Linked DNA regions of Ovis aries: region 1 is linked to region 2. Evidence: chromatin contacts called from public Hi-C data. All regions are on one chromosome and are shown on one strand. The core of a region is the stretch at or near the end of the contact, and the rest is flanking DNA. Distances in the headings are between cores, read along the strand shown.

Region 1 (4,689 bases), core at 1,003-3,502, 110 kb after region 2:
CAGTGTATGGTTGGTATATACAATATTCTAAATACTAAACGCATGCTTCTAATCAGCTATTAAGTGACTATCACAGACATGAATAGTAAACATTCCACAATCAATTCTTCACATTTATACAAAACAGACCCAATCTCAAGCCTGAAACTGAGGCTTCTACCTTTAGAAGAGTAGAAACTAAACTAACTGGGCAGTCCTTAAAAACACACGTAACTACATGACTAAGATACTCATTTAAAACTTATGCCAAGATAGCCCCTCCCTTCAAAACAAACTAAGACTGACTCACAGACCTATTTTACTTAATTTTGGAAATAAAAAAAATTAACTTAAAAGAATTCTTAAGTACTCATTTCCTCTCTGTCCCCCATCATTTAAAACTTCGACCTTCAATCTGTGATTTTCCCCTTAAAAAATGGTTAAATAAAAACAAAAACAAAAGACCCTCAATATTTCCAACTATCTATTTGGAAACTGAAAAAACTACTGGATTCAGGAATGATAAAAACCACTGTTCTAACATCTTGGAAAACAATAGAAAGTATAACTACGGTCGCTAAGGATCGGTCCTACTTTGTGAAACCATCCCACCGCAGATGTCACTCTTCACCTGTGAGACCACCCCCCTCTCCCCGTTTGCTAGAGTTAGCCATCTAAGCAAAAGGTTTCAATTTTGTCTCCCTGAAGTGGGAAATCATCAATCTCCCTATACAACATGTTCCGCCCTCAGTGGATATTTCTACACGGGAGGCCGGGGAAGGCGGGGGTGAGTGCAGTAAAGTTGGTGGCAGGGTGAGGACAAAGGGCATTTTGAAACAGCATTGAAGTAAATAGAAAATGAGGACAGAAAGAGGGCTAAATTCGAGTTCCCTCAAGTGGCTGATGGCAAGAAAACGCAGGCGCCCTTGTTTACCACCCCTAGGGTCCTATTCTCCATTACCACCCACTGGAATGCGAAGTTGGAACCACCACTATATGCAAGAAGCCCTCAAATCCCCAAAATGTCAGGTCAGTAGGCAGCCTCTGGAATGACAGGCCGATACCCCTCCCCCACCCTCCTACCCCACCCCCCCACCCCCAAAAAAAGGTCCAATCCCGTAAGTGCAGGTCACTCTGCCCTCTGGGGTAGTTCCAGCCGGCGCAGAGATGGTTCTGATGGGAGGCCGTGGGGGATCCCTTTCTTTCCGTACACCCTCGGCGGGGGAAACAAAACAAAGACCTCCCCCCTCCTCCTCCGGTAGCCACTACCCTAGCCACAGAGGCTTTCCTATTTCCCGGTGCAGGCTGGCCTCCCGCCCCCGCCCCCATGACAAAGAAAAGGCACCGGGTGAGCAAGCGAGGCCTTCCTGCCTCCACGGATGGGGGGAGGGGGCTGCAGAGGTGAGGAGCCCCCTCCGCTCCCCCGCGCTCCCACTCTCGGCCGGGAAAACAGCCGAAAACTGCGGCCTCCGCCCGGGGAAGCCTGAGCGGGGTTGCGGGTACCTTGAAGTAGCCGCCTTCGTAGAGCGTGTTAGGGGGTCCGAAGATGGCAACCTCCCAGTTGTAGAGGTCGGATTCATCCACCAGGGTGATCCGGAAGCCCTCCACCGGTTCCTCCTGCAGGGATTTCAGCTCGAGCATCAGGGCCTTCTGCGAACTGGTCATCTGCTGCTGGGCCATCGCGGCGGCGGCGGCGCCGGGCCGGGGCCCCAGTCCTCACGCACCAGCCGGGCCGGACCAGGCCCCTCCCCTCCGCTCTCCCTCTGCCGGGCCGCTCCGGGCCCCTGTCTTCACACACCCGGCGGCCCGGACCAGGCCCCACACGGCCCGTGGGCCGGCCCGGTTCCTCCTCACACACGACGCGGGCCGGGCCGGGCCCTTCTCCTCACACTCGGGCCGGGGTGGGGGGAGGGGTGGAGAGAGTTGAAATTCGCTCCGGGTCTCGGGCCTCCCCCCCCCGGAGGGGGCCTCAACTTGGTTGGCGGTGGGGGGGGGAGAAGAGGTGGAAGCGGAGGAAGGCGGCGAAAGGCCGGCGACGGTGAGGAGACCGGGCCGGGATGGCCCGGGAGCGCCGCGCTCGCTCGCTCTCTTGTTCTCCTCGGGGGCCGCCGGGGCCGAAGGGCGCGAGGGGCCGAAGGGCGGGGGAAGCGCGACACGCGGGGGTCTCGCGGCTGCGGCGGCGGCGGCGGCGGCGGCTGCGCGGGGGGAGGGGCGACGGCGGAGGAGGAGGAGGAGAAGAGCGAGAGCGCCTCGCGCCGCGGGAGCGACGAAGCTGAGAAGAAGAAGGGAGGGAGGAGGGGCGCGCGTCGGGAGGGAGGAGGGGCGCGCGTCGGGAGGGAGGGCGGCTCTTGGCCGAGAGCGGCTCTAGGCGGCGAGCGACGCGACGCGCGTGCGCGCGCCCCTCCCTCCCTCCTCTCCCTCCCCACCTCCTCTGCCCCTGCCGCCCTCCTCTCCCTCCTCCCCCTCCTACTCCTCCCACTTCCCCGCCTCCTCTCCACCACCCCGCCAGGTGGCGGCGCTTTGTGACGCCGGCGCGCGTCCCCCGCCCTTAAAGGGCCAAGCGGCAGTGGGGGGTGACGGTGAGGCCGGGGTTTGAGGGTGGCCCCTGGGGGTGCCCTTGTCCCCAAAATGATGGTTGTGCGGCTTGACGTTACGTTTCCAAAGGCGCGCCCCGGAAGGGACCTCTGTCCTAGAGCTGTCATCGCCCTCCTCCCCCTACTTGTACCCTCAGGCCTCCCGCAGTTGTCTTCCTAAGAGCCCTGATCCTCTACAGGCCTAACGTCCCCTCCCCACCCCGCCGTAACACACGGTCTGTCGTCCCAGCACTCAGTAGGTGCTTGACAAGGATGTGCTGACAGTGCGGGTTTTGTCGTTGGGAACAAGCGTCCTGACATTTCTACGGATCCAGTCCTCATGCCATTGTGTCTTTGGAGAGCAGCGTGTTGCCAACTTAGGGGGTTGAAGTGCAGTTTCCCATCCGAGAAATGGGGAAAGCAGATAGGTCAGTTTCTACTTCCCTTAACTACAAAGAGGAAGCTGTGGGAAATAAAAAGAGAAATAATCATACAGACTGAACCTGGGTTCTTGGCCCTTGCTGTGTGATTTGGGACAAATGCTGTGGCTATCCTCCATTTACCCATTTGTAAAATGAGGTACTTGGTTGAACTTTGACCCCCTGCAGATCTTAGACCTGGGGTTCTTTGAAAATAATCATGAGTGAAGTGAGATGTGGAAATTGTCTACAATCCCATAATTTAGGCCCTGTTTCTCTTTGGAAGGCCTGTCCTATGAAAACTGAACATTTTCTAGAAAAGGCAGGATACTGTGAGTTCCACACATTTAGAATTCTGGGATCAGAAACATCCCTGGTTCCAATCCTGGCTCCACCATTTATATTATATTACCACTTCCTTTTCATCAGCTTCTGTAAAAGAGGTTAATTATGCCTAACATATAAACAATTATAAAAATTAAATCATCCATGTACAGAGTTTAGCACAATGACCAGCATATGGTAAACACTCCATAAATAGGAACTTTAAGAAAAAATGGGAGGGGGATTCAGGGTTGGGAACTCATGTACACCTGTGGTGGATTCATGTCAATGTATGGCGAAACCAATACAGTATTGTAAAGTAAAAAAATAAAATTAAAATTTAAAAAATTAAAAAAATTTTAAGGCATAGTTATATTCTGGTTACCACCCCCTCCATTTTTTAATAGACTTAAAAAAAAAAAAAGCAGAGAAAATAGTACAGATAATTTCCATATACTTGGCATCCAATTTCCCCTTATTAACATCTCACATTAGTGTAGTACATTTATTACAATTAATGAACCAATGTTGATATATTATTAACTAAAATTTTAGTTACTCACATTTCCTTAGATTTTACCTAATGTCCCTATTCTCTTCCAGGATCCCATCCTAGATACTATTTTTTTTTTCCTATATTTAGTTTTCATATTTTATTAAGGCTCCTCTTAACTATGAAAATTTCTCAGACTTTCCTTGTTTTTGATGACTTTGGAAGTTTTGAACAGTACTGGTCAAGTATACTTTAGAATATCCCTCAGGTAGAATTTGTGATGTTTTTCTCATGATTAAACTGGAGTTTGGGCTTCCCAGGTGGCTCAGTGGTAAAGAATCCTAATCTGCCTGTGAATGCATTGAACCAGATGCTGGTTCAATCCTCGGGTCAGGAAGATCACCTGGAGGAGGAAATGGCAGCCTACCCCAATATTCTTGCCTAGAAAATTCTGTAGACAGAGGAGCTTAGCTGGCTACAGTCTGTGGGATGGCAAAGAGTCTGACATGACTGAGCAACTGAGCATGCCCACAGGGGAAGAGATCCCAGGAGAAAAATATTTTCATCACATCATATCAAGAGCACATAATATCAACAATGCTGTACTGATATGCTGATATTGACCTCAATCACCTGGCTGACCTAGTGTGTCAGGTTTCTCCACTGTCAGTTCAGTTCAGTCGCTCAGTCGTGTCCGACTCTTTGTGACCCCATGAATTGCAGCACACCAGGCCTCCCTGTCCATCACCATCTCTCGGAGTTCACTCAGACTCACGTCCATCGAGTCCGTGATGCCATCCAGCCATCTCATCCTCGGTCATCCCCTTCTCCTCCCGCCCCCAATCTCTCCCAGCATCAGAGTGCCTTCCAATGAGTCAACTCTTCGCATGAGGTGTCCAAA
Region 2 (4,344 bases), core at 1,365-3,864:
CATTACTTCATTTGATTTTTGCCCTGTAGGCAAAGCGCCCCCTAACCTGCCTCAGGGGGTGCCTCCCCTGCTGCACAACCAGTACCTCGTGGGCCCCGGAGGACTGCTTCCTGCCTACCCGGTGAGCACTCCCGGCTTCCCTCAGCCCAGCTGGCCTTGGGGGGTCTTGAGTTGCCCCCGTTGCCCCTGAGGGCAGCTCTGCCCTCAGACCCTGGGCCTTTCTCTAGCTGGACTCAGTCAAGGTGGGGCATCTGCCCACAGCAGCTCGTCCCCATCTCCTTCCTGCATGTGTCCTCCACCTCCAGCCTTGTTTTTGGCCCCATATGGGGTGGCCTGTGGCCTCTTACAGCTTTTGTGTCCCCAAGCAGATTTACGGCTATGACGAGCTCCAGATGCTGCAGTCACGGCTGCCAATGGTGAGTGGGGTTTGGGGGAGGCTGGGGGCTTCAGGCTCTGAGTCTCACGTACCCTACCTGCTGGCTGGCCCTCGGGACACGTCCCGCCTGAGGACTCCCTCAGCACCGCAGCTGGGAAAGCTGCTGTGATGGTGGTGCCTGGAGCAGCTATAGTCTGGGCACCTTGAAGTTCTTTGGGACCTGGGCCCCAGTAGGCAGTGCCTCTAGCAAATGTGGGTCCTTCTCTCCCCTTAAGCCTCCCCCCATTAAAAACAAAACAACCGACCAGGATATGGGGTTACTTGCCTGTCCCTAGGCTTTTTATAAAGTCCTGTCCTTCAGAGTGCCATCTAGTGTCTAGCTTCTGCAGTGGCCATCGGTGATGGCAGTGTCATTCTTTGGAGTGAGTGGCTGGAGCAAAGGGCCCTTCCAGGTGTAGCCTGCCATCTGTTTGTAAGATTGCTGGCCCTGGGTTCTCTCTGATTGCTGCAGCCTCACTCTGAGGTCAGTGTTGCCTGTCTGTCTCGGCCCTTGCTCCCAGGATGAGGCACTCTGGGATGTGGCCGCATGAACAGGATGCAGTGCAGGAGCGGGACATGAGGAGGCATGCGCCCTGTCTGGACAGCCTGCAGGCTCCTGTCCTGCCGCCCCCTTCTTGGTCTGCTGCTGAGCAGACTCCTGCTCATTCTCAGCGGTCTGGGCATCTGTCACGTTGTCAGGGAGTAATGCTATCTGGACACTGATGTCAGCTCTGTTGGGCACGGGCTTTCCTTTTCCCCAAGTGAAGGTGAGGTGTCCTTTGTCAGACTGAAGACTGGAGTGGAGTGCCCCCTGCCCCCCAACCCCGACACTCTGTGCAGGGTGAGGTGGCCTCCACAAGTAGTGTTGCCTGCTCTGGGCTGACCGCAGAGAGCTTAGGGAGCTGTGGGCACCGGGCCCAGTGGCTGAAGCTTGTTTCTCTTGGGAGACTCTTTCATCTGCTGGAGTATTTCCTGAGGCTTGGAGCTGGGCTGCTCTTCCCCAGTGTGCAAACCAGCAGCCACTGCAAACCCATGCTACTGCCTGAGGGCCTGTGGGGCTTTCTGCCCACATCCCCAGAGGGCCCAGAAAGGTATTGAGGACGTCCTGGCAGATTTCTATGGTGTAAAACAGAACTTGGGGTTTCTGGGGATGCCTTAAGCCCTAGGGCTTCGCAGGGAAATCAGGAAACGCGGCCCAGGTCCTCCTGACACTCAGGAAACCTCGCAGCCCCAGGGCCTCAGGGATGGAACGTGGGAGCTGGTTCTGAAAGACGAGTCTGTGTGGCGCTGGGTCAGGCCACTCAGAGTGGCTTGGTGGGATTCCAGGCCCGGGAGTCGTCCTGCTTCATACTCCGTTCATCTTTTTGTGCCTTAGAAGAAATCGCTTGTAAGCCTGCCTTTCGAGGTAGAGATTTCTCTTTCCCCTTGGTCGTTTCCTAGGCTCTGGTGTGTTTTTGCTCGTTTCCATCTTCGGGTTTTCTTCTGTGAAAGAGCACCGCCTCCTGGGTTTCCTGCAGGCCTGTCCCCACTTGAACCGTACCAGCTGTGCTTTCCTAGCACCCCCTCCTCTCAGCCATTTTATGTCACAGGTGGATGCTGCTGAGGGTCATGGGCCAAATGAATTCAGTGCCTTCTCCAGTGAGAGGGACTCTAATGGACAGCTAGGAAAGTTACCTGGACAAGTAGAAACCTGAGGGGGGGAGGAGGAGCCTCAAGGGTTTAACAGGTCAGGGCAGCAATTACAGGCAGGCACACGTCAGTCCTGAGCTAGGAGAGACCAGCCCTCTATCCTAACAGCCCGGACACTGCACAAGAGCTCGAAGTGTGTGCGCAGAGGTGAAACACAGTGAAGCCCTGTGGAGGAGGGGAGGCCCGCCCTGACCCTTAACACCCAGGGCTTTGCCAGTCCTCGACATTCTGCACCTGGGGCCTCTGAGCTGAGGGAAAGCCCTCCTGCTTTCCTCATAGGCAGCAGTGTCCCGGAAAAGCACCCACACCCTCCTCTGGATCCACTGGCTTTATTGCCAGGAAATCTCCAAGGAAATCCACAGCATCTTCAGCCCAGGATCATATTGTGTGATTGGGATCCAGTGGCTCTGCCGGGGAAGGCTGAGGGACTGGTCAGTGAGTCTGCGTGCTGCGTGGCTACCACAACTCTAAAGGGCACCATTTGTTTTTATTTCCCGAGTGCTGCCCTCTGGTGGTCCAGTCAGGAACGTGGCCTTCCCTGGAGCACCCAGCTGCCTGCCGGGCCCTCAGTCCTAGGAACGGGTGAGGCCATTCCGCTGACCGAGCCTCTGGTCTCTCCTAGGATTACTATGGGATCCCTTTCGCTACACCCCCAGCCCTCGCCAGTCGAGATGGGAGCCTCACTAATAACCCGTATTCAGGTTAGTCGTCTTCAGGGGGTTAGGAGTAGGGGCTGCTCAAAGGGCTGGCCCGTGGCCCATCCCAGGAGCCTGGAAACAAATGGAAGGGCTGCAGAGACCTGCCAGCTTCCTGTTGTTGAGCCAGCAGCCAGCCCTGTTCCTATTTGCAGGGGCCTGTCTGACTTTTTCCTCCTGCTGGGATGAGGGGTGGGGACTGCATCAGTGCCCCTGTTCCCCTAGGTGATGTCACCAAGTTTGGCCGAGGTGACTCTGCGTCCCCTGCACCCCCCACCACCCTGGCTCAGCCACAGCAGAGCCAGTCCCAGGCCCACCACACAGCTCAGCAGCCCTTTCTGAGTCCCGCCCTGCCGCCTGGCTACAGCTACACTGGCCTCCCCTACTACACAGGCGTGCCCAGTGCCTTCCAGTATGGGCCCACCATGTTTGTGAGTATCGGTGGGGGTGTTCCTCCAGCTCCAGGGAGCAGAAGCAGGGAGGGGGGACAGGTCCCCACTTGGGCTCACCTGGCCTTGAAGAATGGGTCAAGGCTGGGGTTCCTGTTTCATCTACTTGGAGACCTAGCGGGTGTGGCACTAGTAATGACACGTTCCTGGTGGTTGTGCCACCTGCTGCCCGAGGCTGAGCTGGGCGACCTTCTCCCCTCACTCTGTTCTCCACTAATGCCTCTGCTGCTTTTCCCTCACCCAGGTCCCTCCGGCTTCAGCTAAGCAGCATGGTGTGAGCCTCAGCACCCCCAGCACCCCTTTCCAGCAGGCCAGTGGTTACGGCCAGCACAGCTACGGCACAGGTGAGGGGCGCTCCCAGCCCAGAGAGGCACGGGCAGGACTGGCTCACCAAGCTCACACACGCCTCTTGTCCCTGCCACGCTAGGTTATGACGACCTGACCCCCGGCACTGCAGCCGGAGACTACAGCAAGGGTGGCTATGGTGGATCATCACAGACACAGAACAAGGCTACAGGCTCTGGGCCTGGCAAAGGTAGCATCACTCCCTTCCATCCGGGACTGAGGCCCAAAGCAGTTGTCTCCCACCCTGACTCCTCAGGCGAGGCCACCCCAGAGGGCCTCTGGAGGTGGGGGAGACTGGAGCTGGGCCCTGCTGCCATGGGAACCACCCACCGCTTTTCCTTCCAGGAGTGTCGGCGACTTCGAGCACCTCTGGCCTTCCTGATATGACTGGGTCTGTCTACAACAAGACTCAGGTGAGCGGGGCCTGGCGCTGGAGGGCCAGGCTCGGGCAGGTGCCGCCTGGCCGGCCCTCACTGTTGTCTCTCTGCCCTGCAGACATTTGACAAGCAGGGATTTCATGCAGGGACTCCACCCCCATTCAGCTTGCCCTCAGCCTTGGGCTCTACCGGGCCCCTGGCCCCTGGAGCAGCGCCCGGGTACGCGCCCCCGCCGTTCCTGCACATCCTGCCCGCACACCAGCAGCCTCCCTCGCAGCTGCTGCACCACCACCTCCCGCAGGATGCTCAGGTGAGCTGTCGGAGGCAGCGGCTACCTGGCCCTGCGCACCCAGGTGGGGGTGATGGTGGTCCGC

Evidence for each region. A called contact is a pair of places that touch in the nucleus more often than the background predicts.
Region 1: a contact with region 2 is called in a Hi-C map of liver, with 3 times the contacts expected there. The contact joins the promoter of UBE2R2 here to the enhancer-like site in region 2. A contact is called at or near these places in 3 of 16 Hi-C or Micro-C datasets (hypothalamus, liver and muscle).

What each region holds. Positions count from the first base shown.
Region 1 is chr2:37,686,820-37,691,508 of ARS-UI_Ramb_v3.0, forward strand. UBE2R2 (ubiquitin conjugating enzyme E2 R2) reads right to left here and starts at 2,253. Exons shown (of 4, transcript XM_042243095.2): 1 at 1,483-2,253. The coding sequence starts at 1,659.
Region 2 is chr2:37,581,262-37,585,605 of ARS-UI_Ramb_v3.0, forward strand. UBAP2 (ubiquitin associated protein 2) reads left to right here. Exons shown (of 28, transcript XM_060409145.1): 20 at 30-121; 21 at 369-416; 22 at 2,727-2,805; 23 at 3,025-3,230; 24 at 3,493-3,592; 25 at 3,676-3,783; 26 at 3,939-4,006; 27 at 4,089-4,280. Among named protein-coding and RNA genes, the nearest start is that of UBE2R2, 110 kb to the right of the region's middle. Within about 2 kb of position 2,615, at least 17 of the 54 cell types and tissues checked have an H3K27ac peak or open chromatin away from gene starts, as enhancers often do. A contact at or near this core is called in hypothalamus and liver, where this site is marked.